2 separate regions of the Mus musculus genome follow, and region 2 is linked to region 1. Evidence: chromatin contacts called from public Hi-C data. All regions are on one chromosome and are shown on one strand. Each heading gives the region's core, a stretch centred on a gene start, on an enhancer-like site or on the middle of the called end of the contact. The rest is flanking DNA. Distances are from core to core; before and after follow the strand shown. Region 1 has its middle 18 kb from the start of Gm46674. Region 2 has its middle 8.8 kb from the start of Gm30704.

Region 1 (7,226 bases), core at 1,836-4,335:
ACTTCTTCTGTACCACTGCCAAGGCTATATTTCTTAAGACTGGCACACCGTCACTACCTTCCTCTGTCAGCAGGAGTAACAAACATGGCCAGGCACATAGGCTTTGCTCCAGTCTCTGCACACACCAGGTGTATGGACTGGGGCAACCGGTCACCACAGGCCATGCGGCTACCTCTTTGTTTCCTTATCTGGAGAATGGACATTAAGGCCATAATGATAGGCTCCACCTAGCTGCATGGGGGTGTGCAGTAAACAAGGGTTTGCAAAGTACCTAGGAGCTGTGGGCTCAGTGGTACAAGAAGAATATGTGAGACCAGGAAGCCAAAGAGTTTGCTCAGGTCTGGGCCTAGCTCCAGGCAAGTCAGTTTAGTGCATGCCAGAACTGGAAGGAGGAGGGTGCTCGGAGAGGCTTGATCCAGGCCTTGGTGGTTCCAGAAGCCAAAAGAAGGGCTGACTGGAGCCAGGCTATTCCTGGATAGAGTCCTTTGATTGGGACAGGTTAAGCACAGGCTCCCAAGGTCCCTGCAGCCCTGAGTTGGGGCCTTGAAAGACAAGGGATCAGAATAAGAGGGGGCTTTCCCTGCTCGCAGAATGAAAGAAGTATGGAGGACTGGGAGGAAGCCAGGGAAAGCACAGCACTGTATCTGGAGTACAACAGGCATCCAGTTAACCCTTTGGGGACTGAAGAGATGACAAGGGTCAAGGGCTGCTGCCTGCCTGCATCCAGGCAGCTAACAAGATGGAGCACCTCCAGAAACTACTGAAGAGTGGCTGCCTTTCTGCTGGAGTCGGATAAACAGTGGGAAAGAGGGGAGTAGGGCTATACCCCAAGCACACCCTGTGTGGGAATAGTCCATCTTCCTAGGCAATCGGGGACAATCTCAACAGTCCTGGAGGAACCTCATCTGCAGTAGAAGCGAAGTCGAGTTGGTTCCAAGCACAGCCTCGAGAGTGGGTCTGATCCCTGTGGCACTCTTTCTCTGCTTGCTAAGCAGGTCGAGTGGAGCACCGACACTTACCACTCTAGTAACTTTTCTCATCCTCGGCATGAGGAGAGCCATGTGTTGACTTCACAGAGCACAAAAAAATCCCACGATTTTTTTTCCCAACCTATGTCAATAATCAAGCCACAGTATTGTTAGAGTGGGCTACTAGTCCTTAAGGGAAGAACTCACGTCTTAGACTTTCCAAAGCTGCTTCTTAACTGTACCACATCCAACCAACAGCCAGTATAGCCGCAAGGTCTTGGATGGTGAAGCCCGGAAGGGCTCTCGAAGGATGTTTCTTCTAAGCACCTTATTATGAGGATGAACAAATTGAGACCCACAGAACAGAAGGGACACCTTTAAGCAAAGCTTATGAACAAACCCAGCAGTTAGGTCCAGGACTAAGGCCTTCTGACAAGCTGCCGCTTCCTGCACCTCACCCCTGACCCAACACAGTTGCTCTTTCTCTTCTAAGTGCAAGAGCTTTCTCCCAGAATCTCCACAGCTTACAGCTTTTTTGTCAGCCTCCCATGGCCTTCCCTGGACTTGCCCCAGGCCACACCTAGCTGGCCGCTGTGACTGGCTGGCCTGGCCTCTGCCTGCCTCCTCGGCAGCCTGGGCCGGGTGGTCCTTAATTGCTTCCTGTCCTCGCAGGCTCTGTTTGTTTGCACTGCAGCAGCTCCCTCACACCCCAGCACACCGGAGGCAAAGCAGAGGCGCTGCCCAGCAGTGTGGGGCTCCTGGGGCCCAGCCCCCAGCTAGTTCTCAGATGTTGGGCCAGCCCTCCCCAGACCTACCATCTGGAGCCCAGGAACCCAGTGAAACCCTGGAGACACCCCCTTTCAGCCCCCTCCCTCAGCTTCCGCCTCCCACCCTCACCATCCCCCTCCAGCATCTGGTCTTGCCCTCAGCTGGGGGGGGGGGCACAAAAACACTCAACAGGTGGCAGTCCATAGTGAAGCCCTGATAGACTTGGGGGGACCAAGATCTCTCTCTTTCCTTAAGCCACCATTACCAGCTGCAGGCCAGTGAAACTCAAGCACTATGTCCAAATAACACCTACTCTCTCCGAGACTACGATGAAAACGAACAGACCTCGGCTTCAAACTGGCCACTCCGTGTTTGACATTAAAACATCTTTAGCATGCCCTTGCTGTCCTATAGTATGGGGCTAATGCACTATAACACACATTTGTGAAGCTGAGTGAGCCAATGAGCCTATAGTCCAGGCGCAATGGAGTAAGGGTCGCTTGTGAACCTAACTTCCTGGTTTCGCTGGGATGCGTTAGGAGCAGGTGAGAGGTGTTCCCTGGACATCTGTTTCCAGGGGCCATCTGCTCGGAAGATTCCCTTGAATCTCCATTTGAATGAATAGCCCTCTGTCCTCCTAACTCAGAAGCCGGTCCCACAGTTCTGCCCCCAGATTCTTCCGTAGGAAGGAAGCCTTCTTCTACTTTTGAACCCACAGCTTCTCCTGACATTTCAGCTTTTCTCCAATCCAGTCATTTTACCAATGGAGCCATCATGTCCTTTCTGAGCTTGCTGCCCACATCATCCACTCCCAAGTGGATGCCTTCTCCCTGTGTCTAGGGACATCATGCCACACAACCCTGTACCTCTCTGACCCACCACACCCTAGGAATCCTAACCTTAATTACACTGAGAAATCTTCTGCCCCACAACTGGACAAAGGCTCAGACTAGATGACAGGAGAATGGAGACTTGCTAGGGATGGTGTGTTATCTGGGAGCAGAGGGGTTCTGACCATGTAGCACTTGGTTTCCAGGACTCCTGGGCTGTGTCCCTCCCTCCCATGGACTGTGTCCCTCCCTCCCAGCCTCTGCCCTGAACTTTTAGGCATAGAAGGAGACAGGGACCTGAAGCTATGCACGGGGAGTCCGAGGGCCCCCGGGCGGAGGTAGGGGGTCGCTGCAGAGAGCTCAGCCGCCAGCAGCCCCGCCCTGAGTCTTTCGCGGCTGGGGAGGCGCCACAGTCGGCTGGGGGTCTCGGGCACGGACGGGACACTACCCTGGCCTTAGGGCCGCCGCCGCGGGCTTGCGCCGCCCCGCCCAGGCCCGAGGAGAGCGCCGTCAGCAGAATTCCGCGCGCCCCGCTGTGGGCCGTGTTTACCCTGCCGCCCGCCAGCGTCTCGCTGCTGCGCAGCCCAAGGCCGAGGCCCGCCGCGGCGACACCGATGGACACACAACCCCGGAGGCCCGGCTGGCTGCGGGGCGGCGGCAGGGAGCGCTGGCCCTCGATAGAAAGAAACATTGGGCGCGCTGCTGCAACCACCGGACCCTTGAGGCCCTTTCTTGTTGAGAATGCGGGTGCCCGCAGAGCCCAACGCGCAGCTCCGCAAGGGCCATGACCGGAGGTGCCAGACAAAGCCCGCAGAGCGGAGAGAGACAGTGATGGCAGAAGGGCTTGCGCCTGAGGCAGAGCTTGGGGACAGAACGCCTAGCTCCAGCCCTCACAATGCCCTCACCCAGGTGGGTGGCTGACCTGGGTAAGGGCCCTCCTTTCTTCCTGGCCTGCATTTCTCAAGTTGTCCCAGGAAGAGTAAATTCAGGAACGTGGGACCACAAGAAGCCGAGAGTATGTGTCCGGCCCCCCACTCGCCCCCCCTGCACCCCCTACCCAGGGGACAGCTGCCACTCAGCTCCAGCTGTCTGTTGCCTGTGAAAAGAGAGCACGGGATTACTAGATCTTCAGGGTTTTTTTAGAAGTTATAAATCTGAATGTTTATGTAAAAATCTCCTGAATTTTAAATGATGAGAGCTAATTTCTTCATCATGTAGGCACTGTGCAAGCCAAAGCAAACACTTTGGAGGTTTTAAGTGGTCCATAAGGTGACTGTTTATGGCAGTCTCTAAGGCCCACGTGGGCTCTGACAATGGCCACATGTGTAGCTCCATCACCATTCTGACTGGAGTCCAAACCTCATCCAAATGTCACGCCCTCCCAGAGCCACCAGGAGGAGGCTGCCTTGCCCTGGCATCGGGTCCCTGAGAACACATGGTTCAACATGTCCAGACTTACGGTGGCCTTTCTCTTTTGGTGATCCAATGCCACCTCCATTTTGTTTCTGAGGCAGCATCCTGTATACACACACACACACACACACACACACTCACACACGGGGAGGGGGGGACAGAGAAGAGACATCAAGAGACACACAGCCATAGAGAGAGACAGAGACACAGAGAAAGACATACAGAGAGAGATAAAAATAGAAAAGGAAGAAGAGAGAGACAGAAAGAGAAAGACAGAGACAAAGACTCTCCAGGCCTTCCTGGGCCTGGACAACATGGCACCGATAGATTCTACACTATCACATCCAATGATGGCCTGTCACTCACTATTACATGGACTAAAAGAGGCAGTGCCCCAAACGCTCATTGGCCTACAAGTGTCTTTTAATCCTGGAACTGAAATTCCGGGGCCACCACCCTGACATGGTGGGAAGGCAGAGAAGGGAGGGAGGGAATAGAGTATCTTGCTATGGGCCTTCCCTGAGACCTCCCAGTCCCAACTCCTTCCCACTCCACAGCCCACGAAGCCCAGCCAAGCATGACAAGGGTTAATTGGATACCCCCAGCTGGAATCATAGAATCATAAGGCTGGAACGAACCTCGGAGGTCATCCAGCAGGGGTAGAAGAGAGATTTTAATTACCCAATCCAGCTGGCTTGGAAGTACCTCACCTCATCCCTCCGCTCAAGCCCAAGTGGGGGAGGAGACAAGGCCCAGAAAGGGCTGCTAGGCCTGGAGCCTCTCTGAAGGGTAGGCCCTAACCACGTCAGTCACATTCCTATCAGCAACCCCTCCCCCACCCGCAGCAGGGCCTAGCTTTGGATGGACACTCAGTTCTTGGCTGGATAACAGGCAGGGCTGCTGGTAGCTGGAGAAACTGTGAGTTGTTAGCATGCTAGACCACGAAGCAAGTGGCCAGGGCTCTAGGATAAGCTCTGCTCGCAGTCACTAGCTATGAAAAGGCAGGCTATACCGCACCTTTTCACATCCACTTCGGTGCCTCCTTCCATGGCTCTGGGTTAGTGACCCTCCAGGTCAGCTGCCTGGGCTCCCATTCCAGAAGTTTCTGAGCCTCTTTACTATCTAGTCTAGCCTGTGCTACACATGCATCTGAACTCCACTCTTGATGGTGTCATATATGAAAAGCCTTCCCTCTCACCATTTGGATAGCGTGGGGGTGGGGGGGAACTAACCTGGTTATTGCTAAAAGATTCAAAGCCAGATACCAAGAAGGACTTCCTGAAGCTGGAACTTGCAACCGAGGCTGGTAGCCAGGTGGAGTCTTCTGGAGACTGAGAACTGAAAACCCCATAGGGAATTGGGAGTACAGTAGCATAAAGGATGGGCTGGGGGACATTGCCACCAATATCCCTAGGTCCAGAACCTAGTGTGTGGGGGTCAAGGCTCCCAGGATTAGGGCAATAGCCACCCAGCCAATTTCCTGCTAATGAAAGTTAAGGGCATTAGCCCCAGGGACAGGCAGCTGACTTGAGGTGGGCTCATAGCTGCCATGGCCTCTGTCCAGAAGCCACCCAGAGGTAGAACCTAGCTGAAGTAGGCAGAATCGGGTCCTCCCCTACCAGGCAGAGAAATGGACTTCCCTTGGGAGAGCTACAGATGACTTTAAAGGGAGTTCTGCATTATCCCCCCCCCCTTCTGTAAGAGTCCTGAGGGGTCACTAACACTTCTAAGTGGCATCTTCTGTGGGGAAGTTCCCACTGGCTGCAGGCCCAGCCGGTGTCATTTCAACCCAACCCCTTTCCCACAGCTGAGCTGTGTGTTTATTCCAGCCCAGGAACTCAAGCTTGCTCACATTGGAAGTTCTTCTTTAGATCATTCCTCTATGCCTCCTGCTGTGGTACCTCACTCCTTTTTCCTTTTATCCTGCCCCAATGTGGAAATGAAGCCCTCTTTGGTCCCTGAAATGGAACAAAGCTTGGATTTTAGAATGATCCTGTGGTTTAGGAGGTAATCACAGTGCCCCGCCACCTCCATTCCCCATGCCTGCCAGCCCTGCCAGTTCCCTCCTGAGAAATGGCCCAGGCTGTGGGGATTAGAGGAAAGGTCTAGGAGCAGGCTGGCTAAGCAGGGCTGAGTGTGGAAGACAGAAAGAGGAAGGGGAAAAGGAGGGAGGGCCAGGCCAGGGTGGCCTTTGGGTTAAGTCAGATAATAACCCTAAACCACCTGCCGCGTGAGCCGAGTATAAATCACTAATCGGTTTGAGACTTCACATAGGCTAATGAATTTCTCTATCCAAGGAGTCTCTCCAGAGCCACACCCCCTGGCAGGTGGCCAAGCATGGAGTTTTCTGGGGCCTGGCGTAGGGGCAGCTTGTGGGATCTTCCAGCCTGCCCCCTCCTAGTTCCCTCTACTACATGTAGCCTGCTAGGTCTGAGAGCTGAGAAAAGCCAGTGACATGTGGGGCTCTGGACAGCTGTGGGCCCCAGGGACCTGGCCATAGGTGGCCACTCTCTCTGGGTTATGATGTATACTCATCTACAGGAGGGGTGATCCCACTTGCCTTGTGGAGTTGTGAATAATAAAAGCAGAACTAAGGGCCTAGTAGCCAAGTGCCTGGCGTGCAGTATGTACTCGGTCGATCAGCCATAGTCTTCTCAGCCTCTCATATTATGGAGAGAAGGGCAAGCTGGAAGGGTGTGGCTTGGTGCTAGAGGACTTACCCAGCCTGCTCAAAGCCCAAGACTCCACTCTTACTTAGTACCTCAAATAAAACAAGATGTGCATATGAACCTAGGAGGCTGTGAGTTCCTCACTCCCAGGGCAAGCTGCTAAAGTCAGTGGGTTCTACTACTCCGACTTTGAATCAGGAGGGGCAGAGCTAGGCAGCACATAGACAGCAATGTCCTGTCCTAGAGCAAGCATCAAGTGACCTAAGGACATGGGCTTATCTTCCATGCAACTAGAGGCTGTGCAGAAAAGGACTCCATGACACCACTACTCCTGGAGGCAGAGCTATCTTAGTTTCTACATGCAGATGGCCCTAGCTGTCAGGGTCCTGGGCCATGGCTCTGCCAGCTGTTTCGCCCTTGTCAGCCCCTCCCCCACCCCAGGCCCCAGTGGTCACCACTCTACAGCCCTACCCGGACTCAGACAACCTGTACAGTGCTGCAATATGGAGGGAGTGGAAAGAAACTAGTGAAACTTGGATCCTCAACTGATGAGATGGCTCTGCCTGCCATTGGGCTAC
Region 2 (7,226 bases), core at 1,916-4,415, 110 kb before region 1:
ATCTTCATCTGAAGGCAAACAGGAGAAGATTGGCTTCCAGGCAGCTAGGAGGAAGATCTCTCAAAGCCCACTCCCACAGTGTCACACCTACTCCAACAAGGCCACACCTCCTAATAGAGTCACTCCCTGAGCCAAGCATATTCAAACCACCACACGTGTGACTCCAAAGGAGCTAGCCCAGGGTCCCAGAGCTGGTCCTCCATGGAGCAGGGACTGCAATGATGCTCTCAGGACTCTGTGAGAAGGCCTTGTTCCTTCCTCTACACCACAGCATGTGTGAGGAGGCTGAGATGCCAGGATTGCTTGTAAAGCCAACAACAACAACAGGGACAGCCAAGGTCAGGCTGGACCAGGTGCCTACCAGGTGCTTCCTCACAGCTCCTTAGCGATGTTCATGCCTCTTCCTTTCACAGAGTGAGGTTCAGCAGGAACTCCTCCACACTTCCAAACAAGTCAGGGAGGCAGAAGAGGGCAGTGACCTCTGCTCCAAGAAAAGCCCCTCTTAGAGACAGGCTGTTCCCCGGGCCCCCTCACACAGCTCCTCTGGAGCCCTTGCCAAGCCTCTTCTGCTGGGGGTTTCCAGAGGTCTGGGGGAAATTCCAAAGGGTGAGGATACAGCATTTCTCTCCCACTTCACTCCAGCATCCTCTACGTCTGCTGCTTGATCACATTCAGCTCCAAGCCCTCTTTGGAGCCAGGGTAGATAAGCAGGTCTGGGCATGCGCATAAAGAAGCATACTCTGTTAAGTGATCAGCTAACTTCATCAGCCACTCACAGGAGCTCATATCCTCTTGAGAGGCTGTTTACATGCCACAGAGTCACACCTTATACGATCTTGAATGTGTGCAAGGGTCACAGTGCTGCTGGTGAGTAGTACAGGGACAAGGGCAAGCCCGGTGTCCTTTACTCCTTTCTCCCTCTCAGACACAGTTGGCCTCCTTTTCTGAAAGAGTACCCTTCTCAGCCATCCCTAATACCTCCTGCCCCTTATATGCCACTCCTGTTCCACAAGAAATAAAGCCAAGAACTGAGTGGGATGTTATGTGAAGTGGAAGCGTAAGGGTTCTTTGGAAAGTGGTGGATGGTGTTTTGCTGAGGCAGACATGTGAAGGAACGTTTCACTGAAGCTGACTGACACAGGAGAAAGGATGTTGTGCTAAAGCAAGCACGGGAAAGGACACGTGAACAAGGACTCTTCACGAATGACACACAAGGATTGGTCTGCCTTACATTGTGTGGTTGAGCTCCATTTGTCAGGACTCTATAGAGAGAAAGGCACACACACACACACACACACACACACACACACACACACACACACACAAAACTTCTGGTGGTGTGCTGCAGTTTTCTGCCACTTCCACAGACTTAGGCTGATTCGCTGAGTGATGTCAGCTGAGACAGACATGTGTGCTGAGGCAAGACCCACAGAGGACAGGTGATGTTTGCAGGGAGTATGACTAGGACTGGACAGACAGTGATGGAGGCTGAGCTGGGCTTGCTTAATAGAGCTAGCTGTGCAATGCTTATAGGTCTTGCGTCTTTGCTGGTCTTTGCTTACCTGAGAAAGACACAGCCAAGAACTTCTTGCATTCCTGTGGCCCCCTCCTGCTGACTCCTGTCTAGCTGGCTGAAGCCTGGCTGACTCTGCTGGGTGGTGCCACCACTGCTGATTCCTGTTTGCTATCGTGGCTCTACCAAACTGGACTGCTGGTGTGTCCATGAAGGGTTTGCGAGTGGATCGAGCTGCTGCTGCTGCTGCTGCTGACCTATGAACTGAACAGCCGATTTCCAGACAACACAGACAGGACTTGTACCAAAGGACCTTTCTAAACAGGTCCACTTCCCCTGTATCCTTTCTTTTCTACGACATCTGGTGGGTGGTGGGCTATAAAGGAGGTTAAAGTGTTTAAGAACCATCATTAAAAATAGATTTTGAAAAAATAAAGTTACAGTTATATGTATGGCCAGAGACCCAGAGAGTCCAGGAGCAACTAACTATTCTACTATTCTGTTCTTCAACTAACTATTCTTACCTATTCCAGGTAAGTTCTAGAACAATGATGAGAAGTATTTTAGGAGCAGTAGGCTGAGTTGGTACTCTCAGCCGAGTGCTGTGGGCCCAGGCAAGCAGTTAAGAAAACTCTAACAGGGAAGTCCATCCGGAGGTAGAACAGCTTTGTGGCTGACAACTGACTGCAGCCAGACTTCAGTGAAGGATGGGACAATTAGCTAATCTGACTGTGCCTTGTTTCCCTTATCTGTAAAATGGGCAATGATAGTCATTTACCACAATGGCAAGTTTTGTTGTTTGTTTTGAGGAAGGGACTCTCTAGTCCTAAACGGTGACGTTAGAAGTGTACCACCATCTCCGGCTTGTCCCACTTATAACCAGTAATGGTTCCCTTTTGTAACCTCAGGGGCCGCTATTAACCGAGCCAGTGCCCTTTGATACTACATGATGTCTACTGGGAAACAACTTGCTGCTCACAAAGCCAGCCTCCAAGTTGTGGTCCTAAATGAGTAGAAATCTCCCAGTAGACACCCCGCCCTGCTCTGCTCACATACCATGGCCCCCAGTGAGCCAGTAGCTTTATATGTGTGTCCTGAGCAAGTCGTGCTCAAGGCCTTGGTGGTAGTTCTGAAAAGCAGAGTCTATGGTAGAGTAAAGACTCCCCATTGCTGTTCATAAGGAGTGGAAAGTTTAGAGGGCAAAGAGGACGTAGGGCCGTGCTCACCTTCTGTCGCTGGCTGGCAGTGGGCTTTGCTTATTCCACTACAATAACAACTGCATGAAGGCAGGTTTTGAAGGGTTTTTTTTTCTTTCTTTTTTCTGTATTCCCTGTCCTTAGGTTAGTGCTGGCTCATAGTAAGGTGTTTAATAATACAGGTTAAATGAACGAATGAACAAAGGAGTAAATTTGTCGAAGGTTTCCTCAAACTTTGACTGCAAATCTCAAGTCCACAGAGACCAGCTTCTTCTCATCCCTGGGGACAGAACAGTGAGTGTGGAGAGAGCGCCTAGGAATAGGCACAGGGCCGTTGTGAGTTCTGCTGGCCCTAGGACCAGGGCAGAGGCTCCCAGCTGCAGGCCAGAGGAGCCTGGAGCTTGTCTGCACTTGCTCAGTGGGCTGTGCTGGCTGCTGGTGGAGGTGGCTGCCCAAGGTCTTTTGGCTGGAGCGCAGCTCCCACTCCCTCCCCCGGCCCCGCCCATCAAGGAAGCGGCAGTGTTGGCTCCGAGAGAGGAGTCAGGCAGGGAATCCCAGCCCCTCCCAGCTCTAGACTGGATCCAGAAGGGCCTGGCATGCTTCTAATATTGAGCAGCAAATTCAATCAGGCAGATGAGAATTCCTATTATTTTAATATATTTAGAAGAGAGTTTAAGGTGGATTTTGTTCCATGCTGTATATTTTTACAACATGAGGTCAGGCCACTTTGATAAATGCTGTAATGGAAGCAAGAGGGGGCCTTGGGAAAGGGTAAGAGAATGAGCCGAAAAAGGGAGGGGGTGGTGGAGAGAGAGAGAGAGAGAGAGAGAGAGAGAGAGAGAGGACAGAGACAGGGAGACAGTCATGGGGATGGAGAAAGGCAGAAAGGGAAGGGGAAAGAGAGCGACCGCATGTGTATCTATCTCCAGCTTGTCTTTTCCACATATGTCCATGACTCCATGTGTGTCTCTGCGTCTGTTTGTTGTTTGAGTAGACAAATCCATTTGGGGATAAATAGGATGATTTTCCCACCTGCAGGAAGCGAGGCGGCCAAAGGCTGATTGGGAGTGCTTTACTCCGCTGCTCTCAGAGGCCCTGGGCAAGGACTCAGATTGCTCCTGAGGCCAGCCAGCAAGGCTTCTCTTAGAAATGGAGATGCAGGCTTGCTGCCAGAAAGGCAGGGCCAGTCCAGAGAGCCTGAAAGGCCTGCGCCTCAAGTAATCCTTGCCAGGAGAGGGGCCCTGGACCCCAGAGGCCATGCTGTCTCACTCATTGTGAAACGCCCTTCCTTCTGTGGTGGGCAACAAACACGGGAGCAAGAAGGCGCTGGAGCCCAGGCACTCACGTGGGAAAGTCCTCAAGCCTGGAGGCTGGGGTGGAGGTGGCAGTGGTGGTTAAGATGACCTTCAGAGGACTTTGTAAGCCCAGAAATATTTGGCTAGAAGCTTAGGTAAAGTATGGAATGGGGTTCCCAGGTTCTGGAAGACTTTCTAAGGCTCAGAATCCCTGGGAAGAACCCAACTTGTTGATGCTGCCACTGAAATTCCCTTGGCTCAACTTGTGTCTGCCTAGTGACCTAGAGCACCACTGACTTCTGGCTCCTGGAAGTCAGTGTGCTGCTTGCCTGCCTATGAGCATATGCCCCTCCAAGGGCACAGGGTGGCATCTAGCTCCACTTCATTTCTCTCACAGCTCCCCAGGATGTGCAAGTAGTTCAGCATTTCCCCTTCCTCTAGGGAGGAGCAGACGGGGCACCCTATCTAAAGCCCAGGCCTTACTCCCGAGCCCTAGTTGGGGAACCAGCTCATAAGAGGGGACAGGTTTGTCCCAACGATCTCTTTGGTCTAGCTTGGTGGCCTCCAACCCCTGCTCTGCTTTGGAGGCGGGCCAGAAAATGACCACATAAAGAATAAGTGAGCAAAGAGAAGAGAATGAGAGGAGGAAGGGAGGACAAAGGCCACATTGTTATCTCTTCCAAAAAAAATCCAGCCACGTCTTCAAAGCAGGATGCCTGGCCAGCCTTGTGGTTGCTTCTAACTAGGAGTATAACCTTGGGCTAGGGTTGACAGCTTGGAAATACAGTGTCAGGGCTAGAAGAGGCCCTTTCTTTGCTTGGCAGGAGGTTCTGTGGCTTGTTCCCTCCCTCTCTGCTCCCTTACTGACCAGCCCCTCCTCCCCCCCAAAAAATCTCGCCTAAGCTTTGCTACTCTGCACATGAGCCAATGGCAGGAAACAGCTCTTAGCTCCCAGGACTACTTTCTCTGAGTATACCAGGTCCAAAGAAGAGGACATACCAACTTTACCAGCTCTCTTCCCTGTCAACAAGCTGCCACGGGCCTGTTGGATGCATTGGGGTATTCCAGAGTGGGGACTTAAGCAGAGAAGGGAGAATGTGCAAGGGACACCTCTCCAGCCAGTGACAAAATTCAAGACTTGGGCCTGGAGTCCAATCCATGACTAAATAGAGAGGGTCTCATGAAGGTCTGGGTAGCCATGACAGTGATTATGGGCTAAATCACAGAGCTTAGTGCAGGAGTCAAGAACACAACCTGTGGGCAGGAGCCATTGGCAGGAGGGGAGACTCTAGCTGGAGCTGCTTTTGAGACCATTCACAAGTGCCTTTTGCTCCCTGCCAGTGTGGCATGGATCGCAGATATGGCATCCCAGGTAGCAGGTCAGTTAAGAGGCCGATGAAACGTGGCATAGGACCAGCCCTTGGGTTTCTACATGAGAGTGCTCCAGAGGCTCACTGGTGCCATACAGCTGCAGCTAGGACCATTGCTTGTTTTCTGGACTATGAGAAGCCTCCATGTATACAAGAGGGAGAACACATGCCCGGTATGTGCCAGGGTCTTATCTATGTGCTGACAGTCTGAGCGAGGCTGGGGGAACTGAGCCTTGTCTGTGGCCCTGTCAATGACATAGAGGACAGAACCCTTCACAAGTGCCAATCCAACCCAACTCAAAGCTTACCTCTTCTTGCACACTTGTGCTCTAAGGGGGATTTCCCAAGTGTGGTGGGCCAATCTGGAGGGGGATCTGCAGGCAGAAATCTGGACTTCAAACCAGACCATGCTTCCTGGAGACCGGGTCTCCCAAGGTTTCTCATGGCTGCCCTCTGAACGTATCGCCTTGCTTCCCGGGGCTAATAGACATCTTGCCCTCCCCTCCCCACACCACCCTACCATCTTCCCTCTTATTCTCTAGGTCACCGGCATTTTTAGCTGCAAGGCAGACTTCAGCCAGGCACCTAGCCACTTTCCACAGCTTCTACACTGGCCCCAACCATTTTCATTCTTCCTACCAAGAATTATCCCTTGGCTTTCTATCTCCTGCCAAGTTCTAGTTCAGTACCACCAACAATCACCCAAATCTAATTGGCCTGGAAATGACTGCCGTTGCAGCCAGTCCTTAGTAGTCTCTGCCCCCTACAAATCTGAGAAGAAAAGACCTCTCCAAGTAGGGAGAGATGACTCTCAAGGTCTTTCTTTGTCTTTCCTGGCATGTCTTCTCTTCAGGACGAAGAGCTTTGAACCAGAAAGCCCTGCCTACCGCAGGTGTTAAAGACTCTGCTACTGCTGTGCACCTGCGAGCAGTTGCTATCCCTCTCTGAGCTTCCTGCTTTCTCAACAGTCTTGGGATGTGTTTGGACACAGGTGGGTCTTTTCAGCTTGATGCCATCTCTTTGTGTACAAGGGCCTGCTGCGCATTACCACCCAATGTCTAAAAGCCAATGGCACCTGTACATCTTCCGTGACTCGGGTGAGCTTTGTCCCTGCAGATGGATATTCCTTAGCACAGGCTTCAGGCCTGAAACAGTTGGCTCCCGGAGGCTTCCACTCCTTCTTCCTGGCTCAGCCATCCCCCTGTCTCCCCATACATTCCTTCCCTGTCTGACTCCCCAGGCAGCCCACACTCCTTTCGCGAGCCCCCTCCCTCCATCTGGCCCCAGCTCTCTTCTTTGGGGTCTGCATCCCTGAAATTCTGGGCCCTGCTCAGGGATGCGTGTGCTTCTCCTCCTCCTTCCTGGTGTTTCACCAGCTGGGAATTTCTTTGGAAACAGCCTGGAAACCCTCCCGCCATTGGGAAGCGCCAGTCCCTTACCCTAGTGGCCCAGCTGTGGAGCCCAGGTCTGTGACAGGTGTGTGTTGGTGTCTGGCTTTGGAGATTTATAACCTGTGGTAAGAAGGAGGGGCTGCCTTTGGAAGTGTTTTTTTTTTTTTTCTATCCTGAAACAAAAGGCCTATGACCAGGACCCCCAAGGGAAGCAAACAAGCAGGGAGGAAGCCACAGGCCATCCTACCCTTCCTCATGACTGGCTCATTCCTATAACTGTGACTCTGGCTTGCCTAATCTCACTCTGGTATGTATTTACTTATTTCTGTTGTAGTATTGGGGGGATCATACCCAAATCTCTGCATTTACTAAACTACATCCGCAGACCTTATTTGTGTCTGGTTTAGAGGAAGGGTCCCATTTATAGCGCAGGCTCAGCTGGAATTCACTATGCATTCTAG

Evidence for each region. A called contact is a pair of places that touch in the nucleus more often than the background predicts.
Region 2: a contact with region 1 is called in a Hi-C map of uterus, with 2.9 times the contacts expected there. The contact joins two enhancer-like sites. A contact is called at or near these places in 8 of 484 Hi-C or Micro-C datasets (the HL-1 cell line, the N1E-115 cell line, adipose-derived mesenchymal stem cells and 4 more).

Annotation. Positions count from the first base shown.
Region 1 is chrX:99,212,855-99,220,080 of GRCm38.p6, reverse strand. No RefSeq gene overlaps it. Among named protein-coding and RNA genes, the nearest start is that of Gm46674, 18 kb to the right of the region's middle. Within about 2 kb of position 3,085, at least 145 of the 459 cell types and tissues checked have an H3K27ac peak or open chromatin away from gene starts, as enhancers often do. A contact at or near this core is called in uterus, where this site is marked.
Region 2 is chrX:99,322,325-99,329,550 of GRCm38.p6, reverse strand. No RefSeq gene overlaps it. Among named protein-coding and RNA genes, the nearest start is that of Gm30704, 8.8 kb to the left of the region's middle. Within about 2 kb of position 3,165, at least 75 of the 459 cell types and tissues checked have an H3K27ac peak or open chromatin away from gene starts, as enhancers often do. A contact at or near this core is called in uterus, where this site is marked.